2 separate regions of the Mus musculus genome follow, and region 2 is linked to region 1. A link is a contact called in public targeted proximity ligation data. All regions are on one chromosome and are shown on one strand. The core of a region is the stretch at or near the end of the contact, and the rest is flanking DNA. Distances in the headings are between cores, read along the strand shown.

The links.
Region 2: a contact with region 1 is called in a targeted proximity ligation map of embryonic stem cells, with 6 times the contacts expected there. A contact is called at or near these places in 7 of 39 promoter capture datasets (cranial neural crest, embryonic stem cells, hippocampal neurons and 4 more), 2 of 130 datasets of targeted methods (both in embryonic stem cells) and 1 of 9 other capture datasets (embryonic stem cells).

Annotation. Positions count from the first base shown.
Region 1 is chr19:7,580,362-7,586,509 of GRCm38.p6, forward strand. Plaat3 (phospholipase A and acyltransferase 3) reads left to right here. Exons shown (of 5, transcript NM_139269.2): 5 at 5,204-6,148. The coding sequence ends at 5,305. Among named protein-coding and RNA genes, the nearest start is that of Lgals12, 24 kb to the right of the region's middle.
Region 2 is chr19:8,658,662-8,665,632 of GRCm38.p6, forward strand. 9830166K06Rik (RIKEN cDNA 9830166K06 gene) reads right to left here and starts at 4,674. Exons shown (of 3, transcript NR_045314.1): 1 at 4,080-4,674; 2 at 437-1,651. Chrm1 (cholinergic receptor, muscarinic 1, CNS) reads left to right here and starts at 5,344. Exons shown (of 3, transcript NM_001112697.1): 1 at 5,344-5,796; 2 at 6,248-6,339.

The DNA of each region.
Region 1 (6,148 bases), core at 1,705-4,204:
TGAGAGGAGTATCCTTAGCATCCTCACAGGGCTGACTCGAAACATGAAGCAGCCGATGGATTACAGCAGCAGAGACTCCCAAAGCTCACTCTTCTTCCTTGGTTCACCCAGGGAGAGGCTGCTGGCCTCTCTGGGCCACTGTGACTTAGATGGGGAGACATTTGCTGACCGGGACAGTCTCACCTTCCTCTGACACTGCTTGCACTGACTGCTGTTTGGTGGCTTGGTCACTCTTCCCTACAGTGAGACATTAGGTATCTTCCAGTGGGCAGCATCTGGTTTCTGCCCTCCATTAGTTGAATACTGCTCATCGGCTATGACAAGGATATACCCTTGTCAAGGGCAATGGACATAGAGGAGCAGCAAGCACGTTTCTAACTAAGCAGGCGAGGAAGGCAATGTTGCTAGTGTTTGCTGAGCACTCCCGAGGGTGTGAGCCACAGTCTGGCTTTAGTGACATAGAACAGCCACTCTGAGGAAGGAAGCAGACAGGGATCTGAGACGAATGTCATTAGTTCCTGGTTCCTGGGTGACTGCAATAACGGTGGTGGCATACTTTTAATCCTAGTACTCCAGAGATAGAGGCAGAGTTCAAACTGGTCTACAGGGAGAGTTCTAGGATAGCTAGGGCTTCACAGAGAAACCTTGTCTTGAAAAAACAAACAAAACAAAACAAAAAAACCAAAGCAAACAAAAGGTAGAAAATGAGTACTCAGAAAGTCTGTCTATTTGCACAAGGCTCAAGGCCCTGTGGACTCAATGACCAGCAACCCTACAATAGTTACATTAGCTGCTTTTCTTACCACTGTGATCAAACATCCAGCAGGCTGCAGGTTAAGGAGGGAAGTTTGTTTTGGCTGATGACTGGCAGCAACCAGTCCTCACCGTGGGAGAAGGTGTGGTGGTGGGAGGTTCTTGCCGGGGTAGTGCGGGTCAGGAAGTGGAGGAAGGGAAATGCTGGTGCACAGCCTCTTTTCTTCCTCTTTTCTCAGCGAATGCAGTGGTGCTGTTCACATCCAGGGCAGTCTCCCCATGTTGATCCTCTCTGGACGGCCCTCACAGCAACACCCAGAGGTGTGCCTCATGAGTGCTTTAGGCATTTCTTCATCTGAAATCAATCATAATAACAGTTCACTAAGAAATGTTGCCTTTAAAAAGATCTTTTATGTGTGAAATGTTATCTATATATAGCACGATGCAACAATAAACAGTATTATAATTCCTGCTATGTGGCCATCTGTTAGTGGCCTCTGAGCTCCTTAATCACTAGAGGGAATTTAGTTAGGCATGTTTACAGGGATAGAAATTACAGGAACAAAGAGATTTTTGGCAAAAAAATAAGGCTCAAACATTTGGCAGGCAACAGTAAAAACAAAAACAAAAAACAAAAACCCTCACAGGCTATGTAAATAACAATAACTTTGCTCTGTGAAAGCATTCTTTTAGCAAACAGAAATCGGACCTGCAGTGTGATGTTGCTCTACTGTGATGCCCTTCCCTGCAGGCAGCTTTGAACAAGTGTTAATTTTCCCTGATAAGAGTAGAGACTTCTAAGCCGGGTGGTGGTGGCGCACGCCTTTAATCCCAGCACTTGGGAGGCAGAGGCAGGTGAATTTCTGAGTTCGAGGCCAGCCTGGTCTACAGAGTGAGTTCCAGGACCGCCAGGGCTACACAGAGAAACCCTGTCTCGAAAAACAAACAAAACAAAACAAAACAAAACAAAACAAAGAGTAGAGACTTCTAACCAGCAGGCAGAACTCAGTCTACCTAAATAAAACTTCAATTTAATTACATAGAACCTGTCACCAAGCTATCATAACATGTTCTTAAGTACATATAAAAAAGATGTATGTATGTATGTATGTATGTATGTATGTATGTATGTATGTATGTATGATCTGACTGTACCACTTTCTTAGTACCACCAGGACTAACTAGATACTATATTCATATCCTAACCATTCTCTTTGTGTACTAAGTGTGACCACAAACACTGGGGCTATTGTTGTGTGCCTCCACAAAGTATCTTTTGTCTGAACCAGCAGTATCAGCATTTGTTTGCACATTATGGCTTTCAGGAAAGAATGAGGCTCATGTTGTTCCTCCTCCATTATCTGCATTTTACCCCTCCTGATATAGAACTCAGCAAGGAAAACACTGGATAGAAAAGGTGTGTGTGTGTGTGTGTGTGTGTGTGTGTGTGTGTTCCTGTGTGTCTGAGTGTATGTAGAGGCAAAAAGTCAACTTCCAGTGTCATTCTGCAGGTACTGTCCCTATTTTTTTTTAAATGAACGAACAATCAAACAAACAAAAACATCTCTTGATGACTTGGAATTTGTCAACTAGGCTGAGCTGACTGACAGTCCCAGGAAACGGGTTTTTCTCATCTCCCTGCACTTGGGTTACAAATGCATGCCCCCATACTTGGCTTTTTAAGGGGTTCAGGAGATCGAACTCAGGTTTTTGTTTTACAAGTCAAGCACTTACTCACTGTTCCATCTCCCCAGGTAACTCCATAACACCATGGCTTGAGGCCAGCCAGCAGTCAGAGCTCTCTGGTTGGTAGTACCATTCACACTTGCATCCAAACTAGGTTAACAATGAGGGAAGGCAGGGGGTATAGAAGGTAGGCACTAGGTAAGGAGCCAATGAATAGGGTGAGGGCAAGGGGCTCATTAATGTTGTGAGATGACCCCAGTGGGCTGTTTTCAGTACCCACAGTCTGTTTCTACTTGGCATGGTCAGATTCCCTAGAAAACTCTTCCAGGCTTGAGTGGAGGGTGACATTCTGGGAACAGCAGAGGGGTCTTGGAGGCTCAATTTAGCATGCTCATAGTCACTCAGTGCCCCGTTGGCGGTTACGATACAATCTGGAATGCATGTCTAGACTTGCAGATCCCTAGAGCTTCTGTTTTACCCTGTCCAGAGATCAGTCACGCCTCTGCTGGGGCGAGGGAGGGGGTCCGTGAAACTGGAGGAAGTGCTCTCTCTCTCTTCCTTTTCACTCCCAGAGGAACCTGGGTGTGTCCATCTGACGGAGGAAGTGCTTTCTCTTCCTTTTCACTTCCAGAGGAACCTGGGTGTGTCCATCTGACCCTTTTAGGAGTTTCTTTCTTTAACACAGGCTACTTCTCAGCTTCTTTGTCCTCAGCCATAAGAGCTAGGCTCACAACAAAAAACGAAATGCCTCTAATTAAAAAGAAAGATCTCTGTGGTGCTGGGTAGTGAACTCAGTGTCTTCTCCATGGTAGGCTGTTGCTCGACCATAGCTGTCTCCCAGCCCAAACAAATGCTGTCTTTTATTTCAGTTAGGTTTTAGGAGGGAGTGGAATTTGACAAATGTTTAGCTTTTCCCTACACCCCCTCTTTTGCAATGCTTTTTGTCCTACTCGATAGCAGCTCAAGTCAGATAGTCTCACATCTGCATTACATAACTACCTTTACTAGTGGAATTTACTTAAGAATAGACAGATGGAGACCGGTAAGAATAGACAGATGGAGACTGGTGCCTAGACTTTAGGCAGAACCTGGGGAATCTTGTGGATGAGGGGGAAGAAGGATTGTGGGAGCCAATGGGGTCAAGGACACCAAAAGAAAACTCACAGAATTAACTAACCTGGGTCCATAGGGGATCACAGAGACTGAACCACAACCAGGGAGCCTGACTGTGACTGACCAAGGCCCTCTGCACATGTTACAGTTGTATAGCTTGGTCTTCATATGGGGCTCCTAACAGTGGGAGCAGGAGCTGCCTCATCTAGCCTCAATAGGAGAGGATGTGCCTAGTCTTAACTGCAACTTGATATGCTAGGCCTGGTTGATATGCAGAGAAGTGGGGAAGGGTGGGGAGAAGATCTAGGAGGAAGGGAGAGAGGGGAACGGGGGTTGGGAGGTAAAATAAATAAATAAATACATAAATAAATAAGAAAGAATAGAGAGGTTCAGTGGCTCACATTCTCCTGGAATCCCAATGCATGGTGGGTAAAGGCAGGACCAGGAGTTTAAGGCCATCTTTGGTGCTGGTTAGTTTTATATCAACTTGACACAAGTTAGAGTAGTTTTGGAATGAGAGAACCTCAACTAAGAAAATGTCCCCACCAGATTGGCCTGTGAGCAAGCCTATGGTGCATTTTCTTGCTTGATAATTGGTACGGGAAGGCCCGTTTCACTGTAGGCATTAACATTCCTGGGCTGGTGGCCCCAGGTGTTAAGAAAGCAGGAGGAGCAAGCCATGAGAAGCAAGCCTGCAAGCATAAGCAATGTTCCTCCATGGCCTCCACACAGGCTCCTGCCCTGCCTTCCCTCAGTGATGGAGCATTACCTGGAAGTGTAAGATAGAACAAACCCTTTCTTCTACAAGTTGCTTTTGGTCACGGTGTTTTATCACAGCAATAGAAACTGTAACTAAGACCAAGTTTGAGACCAGTCTGGACTACATGCAACCTTTTCTTAAAAAAATAAAAATAAAAATAAAAATAAATAAAAAGAGACCTGTGGAATAGAGGCAACTATGTCTTGACTCTGGTCTCTTGGTGAACACTGGAGTCCATACAAAGAGAGAGCTGGGTGTAGTGTCATGCCTGGCACTCAGGAGGCCAAGGCAGGGGGTCTTGAGTTCAGGGTGCTACAGAGCAAGATCCTGACTCCATAAGAGAAAAACAAGCATTCAGCAAAACAAACAAACAAACAAACAAACAAACAAACAAACAAACACAAGAAACCCCAGCCCTTTAAAGGGCTGAGCACCTCCAAGCCTGGCAGGCCGGACACTGGACACATGGCATGAGGTGAGGTCCTTGCTCTCATGGAGGTCAGATTTTTTTTTTTTTTTTGAGTTCTCAATTGCAATCCCTTCCTGACCTTACACTTGCCCACTGGCTGTCCATCTTCCCATTCTGCTGTCATCCCTCTCTTCTTTCCATAGATGCCTTACAAAGGTTTGTATGCTTTAAATAGTCCAGAGCCTCATTCAGGTTACTATTTTGAGTCTGTGTCAATTCCAGGCCAGCTGGTTCTGTCCATTCATTTCCTTGCCCAGCCCTCTCCTTCCCACTGCCCCTGCCAGTATTTGTTGGCTCTTCAGTTTGGCCACTGGAAGCGAAGGGGGCATGCGAAGTGACATGAGCAGAGTGACCCTGGTCAATGAAAAGCCTGTTCCCACACTCGTTACACAGAGCTTGACTCACCCTCCTCTCTGTTGCAGGTCAGAGATGCGGTCAAGGCGGTAGGCATCGCTGGAGTGGGCTTGGCGGCCTTGGGCCTCGTTGGAGTCATGCTCTCCAGAAACAAGAAACAGAAGCAATGAGCTGAATGACTGCCCAGTTTTTGGGCTCTTCTTTTGCTAGAGGGTTTGGAGTTTGATTTATAGATTCTATTGCTTTATAATTAGGTTTATTTTCACAACATACAATAAACCACAAGAAAGGAATTTTTGTGAGGATACTGCAGTAGCTACCTGGTGTGAAGTCTCTGGAGGGAAGCTCGGGGCTCTGTTCTGGATAACAGTCTTTCCTGGCTGGCCTTTCTGTTTGCTGTGGTACCCTTTGTATTGCAGAAAACAGAGTCCAACACTGTTATCTCAAGTGAAGCGCATTACTGCGTGCCAGATACTATGGTATGCCAAAGGAGACAGCCTGGGTACACAGAAATGGAAACATCAGATAGCCAGGGATCTTGGCCTAGAACTTGTTTCAACGTGGCGCTTTGAGACTCAGGCGCTGGAGTTTATGGATATTCAGTGGTGTGAGAAGGACAAATCCTGGAGTGTTGGGGCTTTAGCTCAGTGATAGAGTGCTTTCCTGGCGAGCATGCAGTTTTAGGTTCAATCCCTCGTGTCATCCTAAAACCTTCCGATTTCCTTCTGCAGTACAGCTCTGTTCTAGTCAGGTTTCTATTGCTAAGATAAAGACTTGAAACCCCTTGGGGGAGGAAATGGTTTATTGGCTTACATATCCCTGGCCACAGTCCATTGAGAGACGCTCAAAGGAACTCAAGGCAGGAACCGAAGCAGAAACCATGATGGGTGCTGCTTATTGGCTTGCTCGCCGTGACATACATCTTGTCTGTTGGAGCCCTGGTCAGGATTGAAACGTTGCTCTGTAAAAGCTTTCTCCCGACTTATGCGCATCTTGCACAGAATACACATGTG
Region 2 (6,971 bases), core at 3,424-5,923, 1.1 Mb after region 1:
CATTCCTGCCCCTCCTCCTTCCCTGCTTCAGCCTGGGAGCTTCAGCCCTAACTCAATTCCGCAGAGTTAATCACTGAATGTACAGGCGGCCTGAGGTCCTCTCTCATTAATCTCCACCCTGGTCAGGCCTCCATCAGTGCTGAAGCTGACAGGAGGTCATAGGGGCAATGAGAGGGGCCTTCAAAAGACCAGGATCTTGTACGCTGGATCTTACAGGTTCAGGGCTAAAAACCGTTTGCACTCAGAGTACAACGTTATGAAGTCAGCCATCTCCTTTTCATTTTTTTCCATGGGCTGACTGCCCACAGACACAAATAGAGAGAATGAAAAAAGGGGGAGCAAGGTCCAGATGATGTGGACACATTGACATCTGGGAATCTTCTTTATAAAGGCAAAAGCAATAATTAGGAGTCAAGTGGCCTGATTCTGCACCTACCAGGGTTCAGTTCTCAGAACCACTTGATGATCCATTCACAACCATCTATAACTCCAGTCCCAGGGGATCCAACACCCTCTTCTGGTCTTCCTAGGAATGTATGCATTTAGTGCACAGACATATATACAGGCAAAATATTCATACACATAAGATAAAATAAACTTTAAAAAATTAAATGAGCCAGATGTAATAATGTAGACCTTTGACCCCAGCAGTCCAGAGGTGTGGCCAGTAGCTCTCTGTAAGTTCCAAGTCAGGACTACATAGTGAGGCCCTGTTTTTTTAAAAAAATAATAATAATAATAATAATTTTTTTTTAGTTACAAATATGTAAAACACTCAAAACCAGGCTACCACATGCTTGATGCATTCAAGTGTCCATCAAATAGTAGGACTGCAGATTGAGGCTGCAGAGCTCAGCACTTCCTAGTATTTGAGGGGCCTGGGTTCTACCCCAAGTACCACATAAAACCAGTGTAGATTATACTCTTATGATCTCTGCAGGCCAAATGATAAGAAGTTCAAGGTCATCCTCAGCTACAAATCAAGTTTGACACCAGCCTGGACTACATGAGATCTTGTCTCAAAATAATAACAATAGTTGTTGTTGCTGCCACTATTTATTATCACTGTACACCAACAGACAGGCAGGACTTTGGCTTAGGGTTTCCTGGAATGTCCTTTCTTCTTACAAATGGTAAAGAGTGCTTCCGAGCTGGGAACAAAACCACAAACTATGAAAGGGTACTGTGGCAAGCCACAGTCTCTAACCTGAGCTCCGTCTCTGGCCCCCACGAATTGTTCTCTGACCTGCACACAGGTGCCCTGGCTCTAGTGTGCCAGAACCTGGGACGGCACATAACAGACAAGAAGCCAGCTCCTCTCGCCTTCTGGGTGGAAGTCATATACCATTCCTGATGCACCTCCACCAAGACAGTATTACTGTTTTCCTTCTGGGGAGGGTTAAAAAAAAAAAATAGGTTGGTGAACTCTGGAACTGTAAGCCAAATAAACCCTTTCTTTCCCAACTTGCTTTTTGATCATGTGGCCGAGTGAAGATTCATCAATTTCCAAACCGATGTCGGAAGTTTCACCGCCTCTTCCCTGAATCTGGATGAGGCTTCTAAGATGCATCCAACTCCTAGGCAGCCACAAGTGGTTCCTGAGCTCTGAGTCCTGTCCTCATAGGCAGGAATAGGGGTTATTTAGAGCCACCTTGTAAGAAAGAACACAATTTTGAGGTTCAGTTCTCAGTGCGCAAATCCTGGACCAGACCCTACATGCTCTGCTGGACCCAGGTTCCTGAAAGTTCTGAGCTGTGAGGCATGAGATAGACAGACACTGCTTCCAAGTCACACCTGCTAAGAGGAACGGGACTCAATTGGCTGGGAAGGTGGAAAATTGGTTGAGTAGACTGTCTACATTCGATCATCTTAAGAACCAGACTGTAAAATCTCAATTTCTGGACCCATAATTTTGTTGTGGCTGAGTTTACCCAGGCCTAGCAGGTCTGCAGCCCCAACCTGGATTGTAGCTTTTCCTTTCAAATCTAGAAAACAGTCTGTTGGAGTGTAGGGGAAGGTCTGGGAAGGTTAAAACTAAAGACTTTGGGCAAAGGAAGAAATGAAAAGACATGCTGTCGGGTAGTCTATATGCCCTCAGAAGTGGTGACATCTCTGGCCTGCTGCCTTCCCTCCTCAAGGGCCCTCAGGACCACCTGCACATCACAGGCCAGGTAAAACTGAAAGAACTGGCCTCCCTTCCCAAGGCCTCCATCATCCTTTAGTGCGAAGGAAGCGGCACCCTGAAGGTTTAGTGGGGTTTTAAATCCTTTCCTGGACTGAAACCGAGGATAAGGATGTAAGTAAAAATGGGTACAACGCTCTACATGAACACGCCCCACCCCATGGAGGTCAAGGACGCGAGGTGCTTACTCCCAACCTGACACACCTGAATTGAATCCCCAGGACCTACACGGTGAAAGGAGAGAACCGGCTCCTGCAAGTTATCCTCTGACCTCCACCTGAGCGCTATGGCACGGGTGTTGCACGCACATGAGCCCATACCATACATCATAAATAGAATTTTAACTTTGTAAGGAAAATACTAGCCCTTCCTTCCTGCAAACTTGCAGCCTGCGAGCGGCCAACCCTGCTGGGCTTCCCAGGCCCAGGATTGTTCAGGCACACTGAACCCTCCACAAAGCCCGAGGCACGTTTTTTTGGTTTTGTTTTTTGTTTGTTTGTTTGTTTGTTTGTTTTTTGTTGTTGTTTTGCTTTGTTTTTGTTAATCTATTCAATCTGTAAAATGGGAGTAAGAAAAGGCCTACCACACAAAACATTGAGCGACAGGTTAATTAAAGTAAAGCGCTTAGGAAAGCCCGGCGGAAGCAAGCACTCAGTACCTACTATAAGTAACAATAATGGCTTTCTCTTTCAGACGCTGAAAGTGCTGGTTGATGTAACTGTCCCACCAAGGGAGGAGGCACTTCTACTCCCACGAAACTGATTAAACAGACCTAGAGACAAGCTCTGACTTGTCAGGCAGTTCGAATGAACCAACCTACGGTTGGATTCGAACCCAGGACAACTTCGCTCTTTTTCTTTTTTCTTTCTTTCTTTCTTTCTTTTTTTCCTTTCTTTCTTTCTTTCTTTTCCTACTTAGAAGCATTTATGATTGGGCCGAGTCATCCAATGCTGATCAAAAATAGCAACCAGCAGGAGCGCAGACCCCGAGTCCTGTGTAGACCCGCCCCCACCTGAACAGAGGGGAAAAATGCTGAAGAGGGTCTGGGCAGCAGAGAGGGGGGTCACGTGGGGGCCGGGCCGGACCCCCACGTGCGCCGCCTGCAGCCGCTTAGCGAAGCCCTTTGTCGGGAGCAGCCGCGTTCGTGCCGCACTCGGCGGCTTAAAATAAAGACAATGTTCCCAGCCTCCCTGCGGCTAAATCCGGCGCGAGTGCGGGGGTGGCGAGCGAGCCGGGCGGGAGCTCTTCTCCCCGCGCTGCCTCCCTTCTTCCCTCGTGCCTCAGTTTCCCCAACTGGTATGAGGAGACCTAGCCAAGCTAGGCGGGAATGCAAAAAGCGTGATACAACAGGAGGTACGGGGCTATAGACCCCTTCTTCTGTAGCTGCACAGACTCCAGAACGCTGCACGGACCAAAGATGAGGACACTCAGGAGGAGGCAGAGGAAAGCTGGACACCCTCCCCTCCCGCCCACAAAATAAGTGTTTTTATTTCTAAAGGGACATGTGCAGAGGCGGTGGGAGAAAAGGGAGAGCAAGAAGAATGGGGGAAGGGGGCAAAGAGGAAGCTTGATTCAGACTCGGAAATGGATGTGGAGGCCTAACTCCCCCACTCTAAACCACGTGTACACGCACAAGTACACGCACCCCCACGGCTCTCCCAACATGCAGCCCGCAACCTAAGGATGGCCCAGTAGGGGGCAGCCTGCCACAGAGACTGCTTGTTTTCTGACCTAACCCTAAGGGTCTAATGCCACCGAAGGTGGGAGGAGGAGCTGTTCAGATCCTCTGACCCCGACACCCCCTCCGCCCCAAACTGTAGTATATGACCAAACACAGAGAGAAGGCGCACTGGGTACCCCTTGGCAGCCTCAAGAGTACAGATGCCCCCACACGTACCTGCCACCTGTGTCCCGTATCTGCTGGCCCAAGCCCCAGAGTCGTCGTCAATTTCTTCCTTTTCTGGTTCCTTTGGCAACTGAGCTCCAGTCTCAACATTGGTAGGAAAATGAAGAGAGAAGGAAGAATGGGTGTGCCCCGGACTCCAAAACCCTGAGCTTAGAGCTCACCTGGAACCTACCTTTAGCTTTCTCTCCTCCATAAAGGCAATCTTGATTTCGGTCCTTCCCACCTCCCTCCCAGGGCTTCATCACAGCCCATGGGGCAAAACACACAGGAGCTTTTAGTGTTTCCAATTCTCCTCGGTGGTCAGCTCTCCAGGAAGTCTCTATTGGGGCATTGCTGGACCCAGGTCCCTATGACAAAGCCCCCAGGGGTTGTCTCTATCTCCAAGGAGACTCTACACAGAAATCCAAACCAGCCTGGGGGGGAGGGGGGATGAGGGTCAAACCGTAGGCTGAGAGGAGGAGTGGCTCGTACTTCCCAGGTACACACCTGTGAACCTAAAGTGGGAGTCAGGGGAGACAGTTTGACAAGCAGGGAGGAGAGCAGTCTGTCTGCCTGTCTGTCTGTCTACCAAGGGGAAGCTGGAGGTGGAGCAGTCAGGGAGGTAGATGCTACCTCACTTGTCAAAATTAGCCAATTCCACAGTTGGGCAACACTCAGACATACACTGAGCACAGACACACGCTCCCACATGCGTTCTGGCTCCAGATTGGCAGGGTCACACCTGGATTTACGTAGGCTGCATAATGACATGAGCACACATGTCATACTACACATGCCGGACCCTGAACAGCATATGGAACAAACACAGTTTCTCCAGTGCTCCACAAACCAGATACACATATACCCTCACACCAGACCTTTCCATACACCAGAGTGCACTGCCCAGCATGCGGGCATGTCACTCCGTCCCAGGGTGGGTGAGCCAGCCCTCTGGGTCTGGTCCAAGTTGGAACCTCTCACGTGAGGCCCAATGTGTCATTTTCAAACAGAAGGAATTTAGCTCCCTCACAGCAGGGAGGAAGAGCAGGGTGTGTGGCTGGGTGGGTGGGTGGGTGGGCGCGTGGGCATGTTCATGGGGGGAGGGTATGCAAAGGAAGCAGGCATGTGAATAATGGGGCATGTGTGTCGGGGCATGTGTGTTGGGACATGGTGCACAGGAGTTGGGGGCTTTCCGGTTGGGTGGGGGAAGGTGCCCGGGAAACAGAGTGTGCCTTTGTGAGAGGGTGTGTGTGTGTGTGTGTGTGTGTGTGTGTGTGTGTGTGTGTGTGCCGCCAGTCTGTGTGCAGTGGGTGTGGGTGTTTGTCTCCCTGTATCCGCCTTCTCTCTCCTCTTGGACTTTTAGCTTTCCTGGGCTCTCTTTCCTCATGTCCTGCCTCCTCCCTCTCGAGGCTCAAAGTGGGTGCCCTTGTGGACAAGGGGGGCACACTCCAGGACTTAGTCCAACCCCAGATGCTGCCTGAGGCTTCCCTCCTGCTCCCCCTCCCTTTCTTTCCTCCCTTTCCTCCCTCCCTCTCTTTCCCTTCCTCCCTCCCCCCCAAGGCTGGCGTGCCAGGGGGTGGGACATGCCAATCACTGGCTGTGCCTCTCCGGCTGCCAGCACAGGGCGCAGCTCCCCCCGGGAGCCAGGTGTTTGGGTCCCAGGAGACACTGCAGGCCCCCGGAGAAGCACTGAAGCTGAGGACCCTACAGACCCCTCTCCGGTCCCATGGTGAGTACATTTGGAAGGGCTTGGGAGGGGCTGTGTTGAGCTGGGTGCAGAAGCATCAGGGTCCTCTGAGACAGGGCAGGGACAAGGATGAGACAGGAATGGGGGTGGATTCTTGAAAGGGGAGGTGGCCAGGGAGGGGTCTAGAGGCCAAGAGGGCTCTCTAGCAGTGGGCATTGGCTGCTACAAACACCCTGTCTGCTGCTTCTCAGTGGATTTATCTGATGTTTTTCTGTGCTTTAGCTGGCAGAAGAGGTAAAGACCTTCTTAGGAAACTCAACCTAGACTTCAGAAGAGATTAGATGGCTGTGTGGTTAGCAGATCCCCCAGCACACTAAAGGCAGAAGGGGAAGGGCAGGAGGCAGCCCTGGCTACCAGCACCTAGTTGAAGAGTGACCCCATGTACATACTTTTGGGGACACCAGTCCCAGAGCCTCCTTCTCTCCTCCTTCAGGAAACCCTGAATCCTACCTCCCCTATCCACCTTCAGCCCCCCAAGATGGATTGAATGAGGCTGCTGGCCAGATGGACAAGCTGGATGCCAAGGTGGGTGTTGGGCCAGAAGCCAGCAGGAGACCAGGCAAAAAGCCCCAGTGCTCTTTGGAGACAGATAAGCACATGGATAGCCACACCACCCAGACAATGTGGTCCTGGCACGCGAGGGGACCCAGAGGGCCCTCCCTGTGTTTTTGTATCTTTGGCTTGCAGAAGGCAGGTTTCGGGCAATACAAGGGTACTGATGCACACACATGTTCCCTGACTCCAGTAAGGATGAGTTAAATCCAGAGGCTCTGACTCTTGGAGTTGCCACCTCTAAGACAGGTGTCTGGAGAAGGGGCAGTTGGCTCATGGAAATTTCTTCACCTTAGAGGTTCTTAGCGCCAGTGGAGAGGGGTTCAGTTCTTCTTACAGTGCACATCTATCTGCAGCTCATCCCATTGGCTCAGTGACCCCTGCCTCACCGGCTAGCAGTCTCCAGTAGCCAGTCTCCTGTCTCAGAGTAACCAGCTACTCCATGAGCTGCCCAAGGAAAGCTTTCTACCCTCTGATCTCAGCTACAAGGCAAACCATGATCGCTGTTGAGATATGTAAGAGGAAGAGATGGTAGGACAGGGCTACAAGGTATCATTCTAACCTCCATGCTGGACTGGAAGCTTTGGCTTTAATGGATCTTGAAG